4 separate regions of the Mus musculus genome follow, and all the other regions are linked to region 4. Evidence: chromatin contacts called from public HiCAR-type and promoter capture Hi-C data. All regions are on one chromosome and are shown on one strand. Each heading gives the region's core, a stretch centred on a gene start, on an enhancer-like site or on the middle of the called end of the contact. The rest is flanking DNA. Distances are from core to core; before and after follow the strand shown.

The links. Promoter capture Hi-C pulls out the DNA fragments that hold promoters and counts their contacts. HiCAR-type assays count read pairs that join an accessible place to other places.
Region 1: a contact with region 4 is called in a promoter capture Hi-C map of hippocampal neurons, with 4 times the contacts expected there. The contact joins the promoter of Depdc1b here to the promoter of AI197445 in region 4. A contact is called at or near these places in 1 of 39 promoter capture datasets (hippocampal neurons) and 1 of 484 Hi-C or Micro-C datasets (embryonic stem cells).
Region 2: a promoter capture Hi-C map of liver shows a contact between it and region 4, with 5 times the contacts expected there. The contact joins the promoter of Dimt1 here to the promoter of AI197445 in region 4. A contact is called at or near these places in 3 of 39 promoter capture datasets (hippocampal neurons and liver).
Region 3: a HiCAR-type map of kidney shows a contact between it and region 4, with 4 times the contacts expected there. The contact joins the enhancer-like site here to the promoter of AI197445 in region 4. A contact is called at or near these places in 2 of 39 promoter capture datasets (the SN4741 cell line and hippocampal neurons), 1 of 15 datasets of contacts at CTCF or cohesin (the NIH/3T3 cell line), 19 of 484 Hi-C or Micro-C datasets (the MC3T3-E1 cell line, Sertoli cells, Th2 cells and 15 more), 9 of 115 datasets of contacts at active chromatin or transcription factors (craniofacial prominence, embryonic basal ganglia, embryonic forebrain and 6 more) and 1 of 9 other capture datasets (embryonic stem cells).

The regions. Positions count from the first base shown.
Region 1 is chr13:108,314,900-108,317,599 of GRCm38.p6, forward strand. Depdc1b (DEP domain containing 1B) reads left to right here and starts at 1,438. Exons shown (of 11, transcript NM_178683.4): 1 at 1,438-1,570. The coding sequence starts at 1,523.
Region 2 is chr13:106,945,793-106,948,492 of GRCm38.p6, forward strand. Dimt1 (DIM1 dimethyladenosine transferase 1-like (S. cerevisiae)) reads left to right here and starts at 1,337. Exons shown (of 12, transcript NM_025447.4): 1 at 1,337-1,491; 2 at 1,794-1,867. The coding sequence starts at 1,413.
Region 3 is chr13:108,131,356-108,134,055 of GRCm38.p6, forward strand. All of the region lies in intron 1 of Ndufaf2 (NADH:ubiquinone oxidoreductase complex assembly factor 2), which reads right to left. Gm52057 (a long non-coding RNA gene) reads right to left here. Exons shown (of 2, transcript XR_003950676.1): 2 at 1-1,898. Among named protein-coding and RNA genes, the nearest start is that of Gm52057, 3.6 kb to the right of the region's middle. Within about 2 kb of position 1,251, at least 10 of the 459 cell types and tissues checked have an H3K27ac peak or open chromatin away from gene starts, as enhancers often do. A contact at or near this core is called in kidney, where this site is marked.
Region 4 is chr13:107,468,445-107,471,144 of GRCm38.p6, forward strand. It overlaps AI197445 (expressed sequence AI197445), which reads left to right and starts at 1,378. Exons shown (of 3, transcript NR_045083.1): 1 at 1,378-1,482.

The DNA.
Region 1 (2,700 bases), core at 188-2,687, 850 kb after region 4:
CAATTAGTGATCAAGGGGTCCCTTGTGGGTGGGATCATCTCTGGGCTTGTAGTCTTGGTTCTATAAGAGAGCAGGCTGAGCAAGCCAGGGGAAGCAAGCCAGTAAAGAACATCCCTCCATGGCCTCTGCATCAGCTCCTGTTTTCTGACCTGCTTGAGTTCCAGTCCTGACTTCCCTGGTGATGAACAGCAGTATGGAAGTGTAAGCTGAATAAACCTTTTCCTCCCCAACTTGCTTCTTGGTCATGATGTTTGTGCAGGAATAGAAACCCTGATTAAGACAGTGACTCACTGAGTTTAATTAGGGTTCCAAACATGAGCATGGGTGTTAGGCTCTTTACTGGAAGAAAATAGATGGCATCTCTCAGCAGCCATTCATTTCCAATAATCTCCTCACTACTGGCTCATACGCCCTTCCTGCCCTGGTATGCTAGAATATTGATTGACAGGCTCCATCGTGTGTAGGTCTTGCTGTGAATTCATGAATGAACAGCCAGGTCAACCATATTATGTTCGGAAGACAGCATCTTACGGGTGTTCATACCAGTGTCCCATGCTCAGCCCTATTTATTCTCAGGACTTTCACCAGTTTTGAGGGTCTGAATTAATCACTAGCTATTGAATTAATCACTGTCTAATATGTCTATTGCCTATCACCTTCTATGATCAAGGTGGAGTTGTTCAGCAGTCTTCACGGAGGAGTCCAGACATAGATTCATTGTCACCGAGCTAAAGGCATATAGTATAAAGTGAAGTCATTTGTCTCTTTCAACAGTTGCAAGTTGGACCAGCAATTCCCACGGGCAGGAGATGTGTAGGTGATTCAGTGCAGAGAAGACGAATTCATCAACCCCACAAAGGACTGACAATTTCTGTCAGATTCCTAAATACAAAACCTAAGTTCAAGGAGGAGAAAGATTACTGTACTTTATTTATCAAGGGAACACAGCAGACGCTGACCATGCCTCTCCTTATCGCTCTTTCTACACTCCTTATGGCAGGTTGCCTTTATCTGCTTTAGAAATGTCCTTCCCCTTGGACAGCTGTCAAGTCAACTCGCTTCCTTTCACCACCCACTTCTTCCTCTTTGCTAACCTCCGGATTCTCTGCCCTGGGTGCTGACAGGAATTATCTATCGGGTTCCAGCTAGGTTTGGCTCACTGGGCTCCGAGGCTGCAGAGCTGGTGTTCCGAGTGGACTCGCGGCAGGGACAGTCCCGGTAGGTTTTGGGCAGCGCCATCCACTGTGTGCCGGCGGTACGCGGCGCGATCAGTCATGTCCGCAAGCATCCGAGCGCCCATTGGCGAGGAGAAAGTGTTCTTTCCTCCTAGGTGCTGGAGGCGCAACCCCGGGTAGTGAAATCCAGGACACAAACAGCCCCGCCCACCACACAGTTCCTGTCACGTGCCCTCGCAACGTCCAATCAGCGCCCCGAAGCTCCGGGCTTGTGATTCAAACTGCGGCGCGGCGAGCTCCGTCTGGAGTCCCCGCCGGCGTTGCCCCGCGACTGCTGCGCGTTGGCAATGGAGCACCGCGTAGTGGGACCCGGGCCGTACCGGGCCACCAGGCTGGTGAGTGAGAGTGGGGCCGAGCCGACCCCGCGCCGCTGTCACCGCCAAGACTCGGGCAGTGTGCAGTCGCTCGGGGGTTGCCGGTGCTGGTGGTCGTGTGCCTGCTCCGGTCGCTGCTGCACACTCTGTCCCACAGCGGGCAGACGAGGCCCGGAGTCAGCCCTACCAAGGTGGCATGAACTACTTCTGCCGCCGGTAGTTGGATGCTCGGCTTTGGACGGCGCCTTCAGCCTTAACGGGGAACCGAACCTCAGGCGATCGCGTTCCCCTTTGTCCTAGGGACCTACTCTAGCTTCCAGGGCAAGATCGACCGTGGGTGGAGCCATAGGACCACCTATGGGGGTAGCTCTTGCGGACTGCGGTGCTCCAGGCAGGGCGTGACTCCTTCCTGAGTGACACTGTTGACACTTGACAAGTGTTCTTTGTAACGGTGCACTGCACGGAGGTGGATTGCCCCTCTAAGGTTCCTGCCCCCGGAGTTTCAGTTGTCAGCACCTACTTCAAGTAGCGGATCAGCTCTGATAGGTGATCTAAAAGCTTTGCTGATGCACCAGGGTAAGGGTCTTTCTTGTGGAAACAAGTTTTGCCACTCAGAAACTTATTTCTAGGAGGAAGTACTTTTACTGACTTCTCCCTCAAACGGATTAGGACAATGGAATAGACAGAAGGTTTTAGAGGACTTTGAGTTTTGTCTGTGAAGACTCATAGCTGCATTGCCTTGCAATAAAGTCTCACCTGCTCTCTACTCTGGAAAAGGTGGGGATGAATATCCAAACTCATGTTTTAGACTCATATGCTAGAGATGTAGTTTTCTTTCTTTCCAGAGCCAGGTAGTCTGTGTTCTGCGGAGTCAAGCCACCTTCTACAGATGGGAAGTTAGGTTTCAGGCTGCTAGACCTTTGTTTTATTAGACTTATGGGACGCGTGGAGAATCAAATAAAGATTATGAATCTTCACACAAAAGATCACATGGCACATGTAAAGTTTCCCCTAAGATTTTAGGGTCTGTGGTCTTGTTTCATTTGGCTGAAAACAACACATATTTGCATAGGGTCATTGGTCTGGGCTGGACTCATGTCAGCGGTTCTTCCAATGGAAATCATTCATGTGTCACTATCTGGTGATTTGAC
Region 2 (2,700 bases), core at 87-2,586, 520 kb before region 4:
TATTTTGGCTTTTGTAACTGTAGTTAGCTTGCAACTGCGGGATGGGAACCTTGAGGGCTTTCCAGGCTCAGAGATGAATGAACTTGGGTCCGGAATACCCAGCTGTAGTCACCTGCGGCTGGAAGAAAGGCTTTCCATTGGCTCATAGGCAGTGTTCAAGTGCTCCTTGGTGGGAACCCCATAATAGTCGACTATAAATAAAAGATTATATTAGGATATTTTAGAACTTTCCCTGTGCTCGAATTACAGCAAAGAAAGGAAGGACTAAAACCTAGGCTACGAGAAAAAAAAAAAAAAAAAAAAAAGCCGGGCGGTGGTGGCGCACGCCTTTAATCCCAGCACTTGGGAGGCAGAGGCAGGCAGATTTCTGAGTTCGAGGCCAGCCTGGTCTACAAAGTGAGTTCCAAGGACAGCCAGGGCTATACAGAGAAACCCGGTCTTGAAAAACAAAACAAACCAAAAACCAAAACAAACAAACAAAAACCTAGGCTACGGAACAGGTTCTTAGCAGTAGCCTTTGGTGGTTGATTGCAAAGACTTTCTTCAGCGCACAAACAGAAAAATTAAAACCGAAACATTACACTGGCAAGAAAAACAGCCATGAATCTTTTATTCTGTATGTTACAGCCCGGCGTATAATCCCATTACAATATCCAACACATACCTGTAATCAATCCCATTTACAGGGTTTTGAAATTGTTATAGCCTTTATCTTTCAATAAATAAACATTGAGAGCAGCATATTTTAACTATGACATTCCAGTGCTGGAACTCAGCAAAACGACGAGAAAATGAACAAAAAGCATAGAGAAGTAACCAGTAAGTGCCGTGTTGGAACGAGAGCTAATTCTAATCTAACTGCTTTCCACAACGGAGAGACATGTTACCCTAAACCACCAAGCTCCGTGTCCATCGAGCCTAGGCTTCTCAGCCCACAACCTGCAGGGAAACAGGAGAGACACGAGAGATCTTTCCGCAGATATCAGAATGTCCCAGGGCAGTGCCAAATGAAGCACCCAATTTGCCGAGACCCAACCAATCCTAACTGCCTGCCTGAGCGGCGCGGTTTCCTCTGGGAAATCGGGCTCTTGGGGAAGTTGTTGCTCCAGCTAAAACTCTAAAATCCGGTGGCTAACCCGCTGGAGCCAGCCTTGCCTCCGGAGGAGCTCACCAGACAGAAACTACAATCTCAGCAGCCACTGGGCTCGAGTCCGCCTTGCCGCGGGAGGAGCCCATAAGAGACTACAATTCCCAGCAGCCACTGGGCTCCGGCCTGCCGCTGACTGGGTGGGTCGGTGATCGCAGTGGGCGGGGAAGTGGGCCTCTCGGGCGCCTAGTCGTGACGGCGACTGAGGGCGACTTCCACGCGGTTCCCGGCTGCTTTCGCTTGGCACAGGGACTCCTCCGAGAAGATGCCGAAGGCCAAGTCCGCAGCGAGTAGCCGCCGGCGGGATCGTCAGGAGCAGCGCCGGGAGCTGAAGCGAGCTGGAGGTGCGGTGTGGAGGATGCTTGGGACTGACCCGCGGCGGGGGAGCCCTACGGTGGCCTGCGCCTCTAGCCGCCCCGAGGAGGGTGGGCGCTCAGCGCTGACCCTTCCCCGCGCGCGCCTGGTCTTCCTTGCCAGCAGGAGGGATGGATGGACTCAAAGATACATCCCAACCCCGGCCGGGAGCGCGGCGCTTGTGGATGCATTGGAGCAGAAACCGTCCCGGGTCCATCCTGCTTCTCTGGGACGGCCTGAGATCGGTTCTTGAAAAGTTGGGAAATTAAGGCTGCTTCGTGTTTTATTTCAGGACTCATGTTCAACACAGGGATCGGACAACACATTTTGAAAAATCCTCTAATTGTTAACAGCATCATCGATAAGGTGGGTGTTAACGATGAAAGGCAGAGCGTTTGTGGATTGTATTTTTCTGACTACTTAATGCCTGTATGCCTAAGTTGCATGCCCATAATTATCCCAGCATTTGGGGAAGCTGAGGCAGGGTGATATGCTCGACCGCAGCCTACATACTAAGAAAATATAAACCAAGATAGGGTGCCTGACAGAATAGTTGCTCTGTATGTATATGTTGGATGGGTTGAGAATTGCCCAGTGATTTCCAGATTATTTCCACTTTTTGGAGGCTCCATCTTGTTTTTGGAACTGGGTCTCATGTAATTCAGGGTGGCCTCAAACATGGTGTGTGTCAAAGCCAGCCTTGAACTCCACTTTGCAAGCGTGTATCATTTTGATCACTTTCTAAGTACATCATCGTTACTCTTTTTATTCCAGACCGTAAATTTACGTCCAAATCACACTGAGTTTGTTCCTCAGGAAAAGATATGGTACTGCATATGAACTGTTTGGAGGATTCCTTCTGTATGGGTTACTGTGCTGTGCTTATGGAGGATTGAGGGCCTGGAGGTAAAATACAGACGGTACAGGGAGCATCCTGGAGCCATAGAGTATAGTTCTCCAGTCTCACCGAATATTCTACTCATAAGCATATGCACACTGGTAACGTTTTGTATGGTTACTATATTCTTAAAACTGTACAGTGGTTAAGAATTGAGAAATCTTTTCCATTTGAATGCACTCTTTCCCATTTGAACTCTTTGGAAGTTACAATTAGTTACAGTTTGCTGGAATTATTGCCAATGTAGAAAGCAGGAACCCACCAGTAGAACCGATTGCTCTTGCTTTTGTTCTGGCTCCAG
Region 3 (2,700 bases), core at 1-2,500, 660 kb after region 4:
AGCTAGGATCCACTGAAATCCTACACAGTGTGGAGAAAATACTCAGACACAATGGTCCTCACAGCGTTTACAACCTGCCAGGGAAGGCCACACACAGCAGTAGACAATAAGAGCATGCAATAGAAACCGTGATTTAATTTTTTAAAGGGAAGGTTGGATGACTGATAGCATTGTGTAAATCTTGAAGATACAGGTCCCAACACTATGTAATAAGAGAACTATCAAAAATGCCACAGAACTGATCTAATAAAATATTATCTGGCTGGCCAGATGATTCAATGGGCACTTGCCAATAAGCCTGGCATTGTGAATTCAATTCCCAGTACCCATGTGACTAAGAGAACCAACTCCTACTGCAAATTGTCCTCTGACCTCCACATGTACAATGTGGCATTTGTGTGCCCCACAAAATAAATAAATATAGTAACAACAACAGCATCATCATCATCATCAAAAAGCCATGTCTGCCATCATTAAGCACTAGATGTGACCGTCTGAGAGAGAAACTTTAAGGAAGATGGGCTCTACTCTTTGGTAAAACATAGGGAACAGGAATACAAACAGGAAAAGGCCTGGAAAGAAATAGAAATGCTATGTTACAAGGAAAATGTTTACAACAAAGTAAAGAACAGTAATAAGGCAATTAATTTTTCTCTCATAAAAAATGATGGAAGACAAGTGTCAGGATATAAATAATGCAAATCTGCATCTTAAGGGCTTCTCATCTGCTCTTTCAAAGTGCCATCTCACCCTCCAGCGAGTAAAAAGGTAGCTGAAGCTTCACACTGCTCTAGCCCAGGAAAAATAAGAGGCAAGAGAGTACTGCTTTTCCCAACAGAAACACAGGGCAGTCACTAACCCTGTGGCATGGTGCCAGCAAAAACTACCTTCTTAGTAAGAAAGGAAAGACGGTTGTATAATGGGAGGCAAACTGCAGCATCAAGCCTGGCTCAGGACAAAGCAAGTGTTGCAACAATTAGATACATGATAGCAATGAAGAGTGGCGCTTCAGGCCCAAACAACCCTGAGACACCCCCCCCCCCCCCCCAAAGTGCCCATCCGGTCTAGAGAGTAAGGCAGGTCTAAAAAAGAGTCCTTTAAAGAGAGAGTTGAAGGTCAAAAAGAAAAGGCAAGAGGAAGGTGGTAAGAGGTAAGGGAACCAGAGTTCAAGGGCTGCACATGATACTAAAAAAGGAATTAAGACTCCTGAGAGCCAGATCAGGAGTGGAGAGCGGCACTGTTTACCAGGTCCATGGGAAGCTGTTGCTGTGGAATGTGCAGAATGTAGCAGCCTGGACCCAATGCTTAAGGACGGTATGAAGTTACTGAACTGAAGCATCCTTCATTTAGAAATCAGGGTAAGGTTAGCATGTAGGACCTGGGTTAGAGAAGGACAGCTAGAAAAGCAAAGCAAAAGGCAGCTGTACTTCAGGAGAGAAATATGAAAGGCCCAGCCCAGGACAGAGATCCTGAGGACAGAGAATATACTGTGGATTCAAAAGCTATGTAGAAAGGATAGTTGGCCATCCTGGTATTCACAGGGAGTCGAAAAAAAAAAGTGTTAAATCTGATTCTCAAGTTTCTGTCTAGACATGTAGTTGTGGAGTTAGATATGGCTACCATTCATAAAGACGGACTGTTTGACTATTCAGCAAAACTTTTGCTTTCTTTTTTGGGAGATAAGATTTTCATTTTTAACACGGTCACGCTGAATCACCTGTCTGTCAGCTACTGTCTTCTGTCTTCTGTCTTCTGGGCGCTGGGATCCGAGAGAGGCGGAACGGGTCCAATCTTTCAGGGCACTGAGCAGTGAGGCCACAATGCACCTAGTCAGTGGCTCCGAGAAAGGCAGAGAGCGACTACAGCGGGGTCAAAAGAGCTCCTAGGAGCCCAGTCTCCTAAGAGAGGGAAAAGAGGAGGGGTTGTGTTTCTCACTTCTCAAGGTCCTGTTTTGTGGTTCTGGGTAGAACCTATGAAACCTGACACTCAAAAGCACTATACCCTACCCGGCACCCAGGCCAGCCTTCAATTTGTGCTGGCCTATGAACTCTGTGGGGAATGGGGGGAGCTTCGTGCTTAGCTCTCTTGTGAGACTATGCCAGGGCCTGGCAAATACAGAAGTGGATGCTCACAGTCATCTATAGGATGGAACACAGGGCCCCCAATGGAGAAGCTAGAGAAAGCACCCAAGGAGCTGAAGGGGTCTGCAACCCTATAGGTGGAACAACAATATGAACTAACCAGTACCCCCGGAGCTCTTGACTCTAGCTGCATTTGTAGCAGAAGATGGCCTAGTCGGCCATCACTGGGAAGAGAGGCCCCTTGGTATTGCAAACTTTATATGTCCCAGTACAGGGGAACACCAGGGCCAAGAAGTGGAGTAGGTGGGTAGGGGAGCAGGGCAGGGGGAGGGTACAGGGAACTTTCAGGATAGCATTTGAAATGTAAATGAAGAAAATATCCAATAAAAAATTGAAAAAAGGTTTTATTTTATATTCATCCCTCTATACCCTCTCCTTCTTGGAAATTTACAGTGCATAAAAATAAATTAAGAACTCTAACGTTCTGTATATTGTTGTAATGACATATTTAATCCTGGTGCAAAAAATTGTAACCCAAATTTACATGGCTTAAAATATTTCCAGCTTATAATACACAGAAGTATGAAAACCGAGTCAGAGAACCTTGGCTGACACAGGA
Region 4 (2,700 bases), core at 128-2,627:
CACTGTGCAGCCAGTCTCTCTTCCACTGTCACAGGTCCCTAGGCTAAATTCCCACTCTGAGCTTCATGGACTCTGCCCTCCACACTTCTTACTCCTTACTTTTGAGCGGTTTCTATTTCCTTCAAGCTCCACTTGCCGTGGAGCATCCTTCTAACGCTCCCCACAGCTCTTTCTGTCTCTACTGTGAACATTCATGGATGGCATTACTTGCCGAATTTACTCCACCTATGTGTTTGCACAGCTTCATGCTCTGTGATGTTGAGAAGCACTCAACATACACATTACTAGATAAATATATAACAGAAAGATCTCACATCCCACCTAGTCACCTGAGCCCTCCAGGTCGGTTCCTGATTCTGTTTCCTGAAGGAGGCTTGCCTGGTCTCAAACACCTGACTTCACTTTCACCAAAGACTTTTTGATCCAAGAGTAGCAACTCATGCCTGTAATTCCAGCACTCGAGAGATGGAAAGTAGAAGAGACTGAGACTGGTCTGGGTTTCTGAATAAATTCCAGGGCATCCTAGGCTAGAATGAGAATCTGTCATCAACAAACAACCGAACTCAGAAAACAAAACAACCCACCACCACCACCACCACCCCCAACACACACACACACAACACACACACTTTTGGGTCCCTGCTCAAGTGACACTCTGTGGTCTTCTAGTTTTCACAGACTGACCTGTTGGCACATCTTTACTATCTCTTGGCTATCCAAATGTGACCACTTGAATAGACAGCCCTATATCCATGCATGGGGAAGCAACAGATAGTCCAAGAAATAGACATCTGTACAGGCACTGGGACACTAAAAATGGCACAAAGGGGGATGGATCAGTTTGAAAGTCAAGAGGAAAAAGCCCCAAGGCTTACTCTGGAGACCATTGTTATTTGGAATAGAATGCAATGCCATCCCCAACTGAAATATAGAAGCTATCATTGGGACACATGACCTTGAACTGGGAGGGAAGCGGGGGCAGGAGCTCAAGGCTGTGTTCTTTGATTTTTTTCCAGGTGACTTCAATGTACCTTTCCAACATTGGCACAAACACTGCTAATCTAGAAATCAGATCCTGACTTGCAAGGTGGCAAGCAGCTGGCCCTTTGGCTAGCAGCCAGGTCTGCAGCACAAGTAGAAACTTGCCAAGGAAAATAGAGCAGCAGGTTGAGGTTGGGGTTCATTCTGTCACGGGTCCCTTTGAATGTAGAAGGAGCTGCCCAAGAGAAGATTCTGCCCCACCCCCTGGGTGGGGTGGGGCCAGGGAGTGGAGGAGGATTGGCTAGGATTCAGAGGAGATGGGCTGGAACTTCCTGCTGAGCCTCCAATTCTCCAGGGAACCCCTCCCCGCACCCCCCACCCGGCCTCCCAGCCCCCACTCCACCCATGACTGTTTGTGTTGGGAGCTGCTTCGAGGCTGCTGAGCTGTCGACTAATGTCAAGGCTGACCTCAGCTGGCAGCGCCCTTCTCCTACTTCCCTGGTGAGTTGTTCCCCATGGGATGTTAGCCCATCTGCTTTTAGAAATGTGGCTGTCCCCAGCCTGTGTGGCCCCCCTCCCGGCTCCCCATCACTATCTCCTGGCTCAGCAGCTGGAATGCTGAGGCCACAGTGAGCGATGTCTCTGCACAGATTCAATCCCCTGTGCTCCAATCAGAATGTATTACCAGGCAGGGCGCGTCAGCTCGGCGATTTGGCTTCAACAATAAATCTCCTTGCTTTCATGAGTTTAAATCAGACTTTAAAACATCGCCCTTAATGTTCTTTTAATGCAGTTTTCTTCTGAATGAGTTCCCTTTAGGTCCAGTCCTTGTCATTAAGACACTCTCTTGGCAAAGGAAGGAGGGCTTCTTCGAAGAAAATCCTGCCAGTTTAGGAAACCAGTTGAATTGCCTTGGTGATGCCAGGAGCCTCTTTCGAATTTTATAAGGACACTTGAGAAAACAAAACTCTCTGACTGTAAATTTAATTTTCTCTTGACAGCTTCAGTGTCTCTGCAACCCCAGACGTTATCCATTACTTCTCTCTTCTGTAATTAAAAATCAAGGGATGGGGGGGGAAATGTACAGGATTAACAACTTCTAATTTTCATTGATGAACTCTAAGAGCTTATCGATAATGGGATCAGAAAAGCCGCCTCGCCTAAGCTTCATTTTTCTAGGTCGGCTGGTTTTAATGGAGGATCAAGCCCAGGGTGAAAAATATTCTGGCTTTCTAAAGAGTCCCAGTGCTAAAGTTAGGGAGAAGGGCAGGGCAGACCCACCGGAGCCTGCGGCAGGAGGTAGCTGAGAAACAGGCTGGCCTTGCCAGTTTCACAGACTCAGCATTCGGGCTTGGGGAGCTGATTACGGGGGAAGATTAAAAGGCTGTCATTCACACACATGTTCCTCTGCTGTGGATGGCTTCAGTAAGAGAGGGGCTTGCACGTATCTGCTTAGGCGGAAGAAGGATATTTCCAATTAAAAGAATATTGGTGGTAATTTCTTTTGAGTTATATATTTGTAGATAACGCTCTATCATGGGATGAGGGCATCCATCCTGTTTATTACCCACAGGGATGTAGTTGAACATGGGTTTCTCAGAGAGATGCTGAGCTGGTCGATAGTATCTGGCTGCATCATCTCAAACGCTGTGACACACAGTCTCACAGCAATGGTGACAGGCATTTGACAGGAATGGCTATTAACATGCACGGATTCCA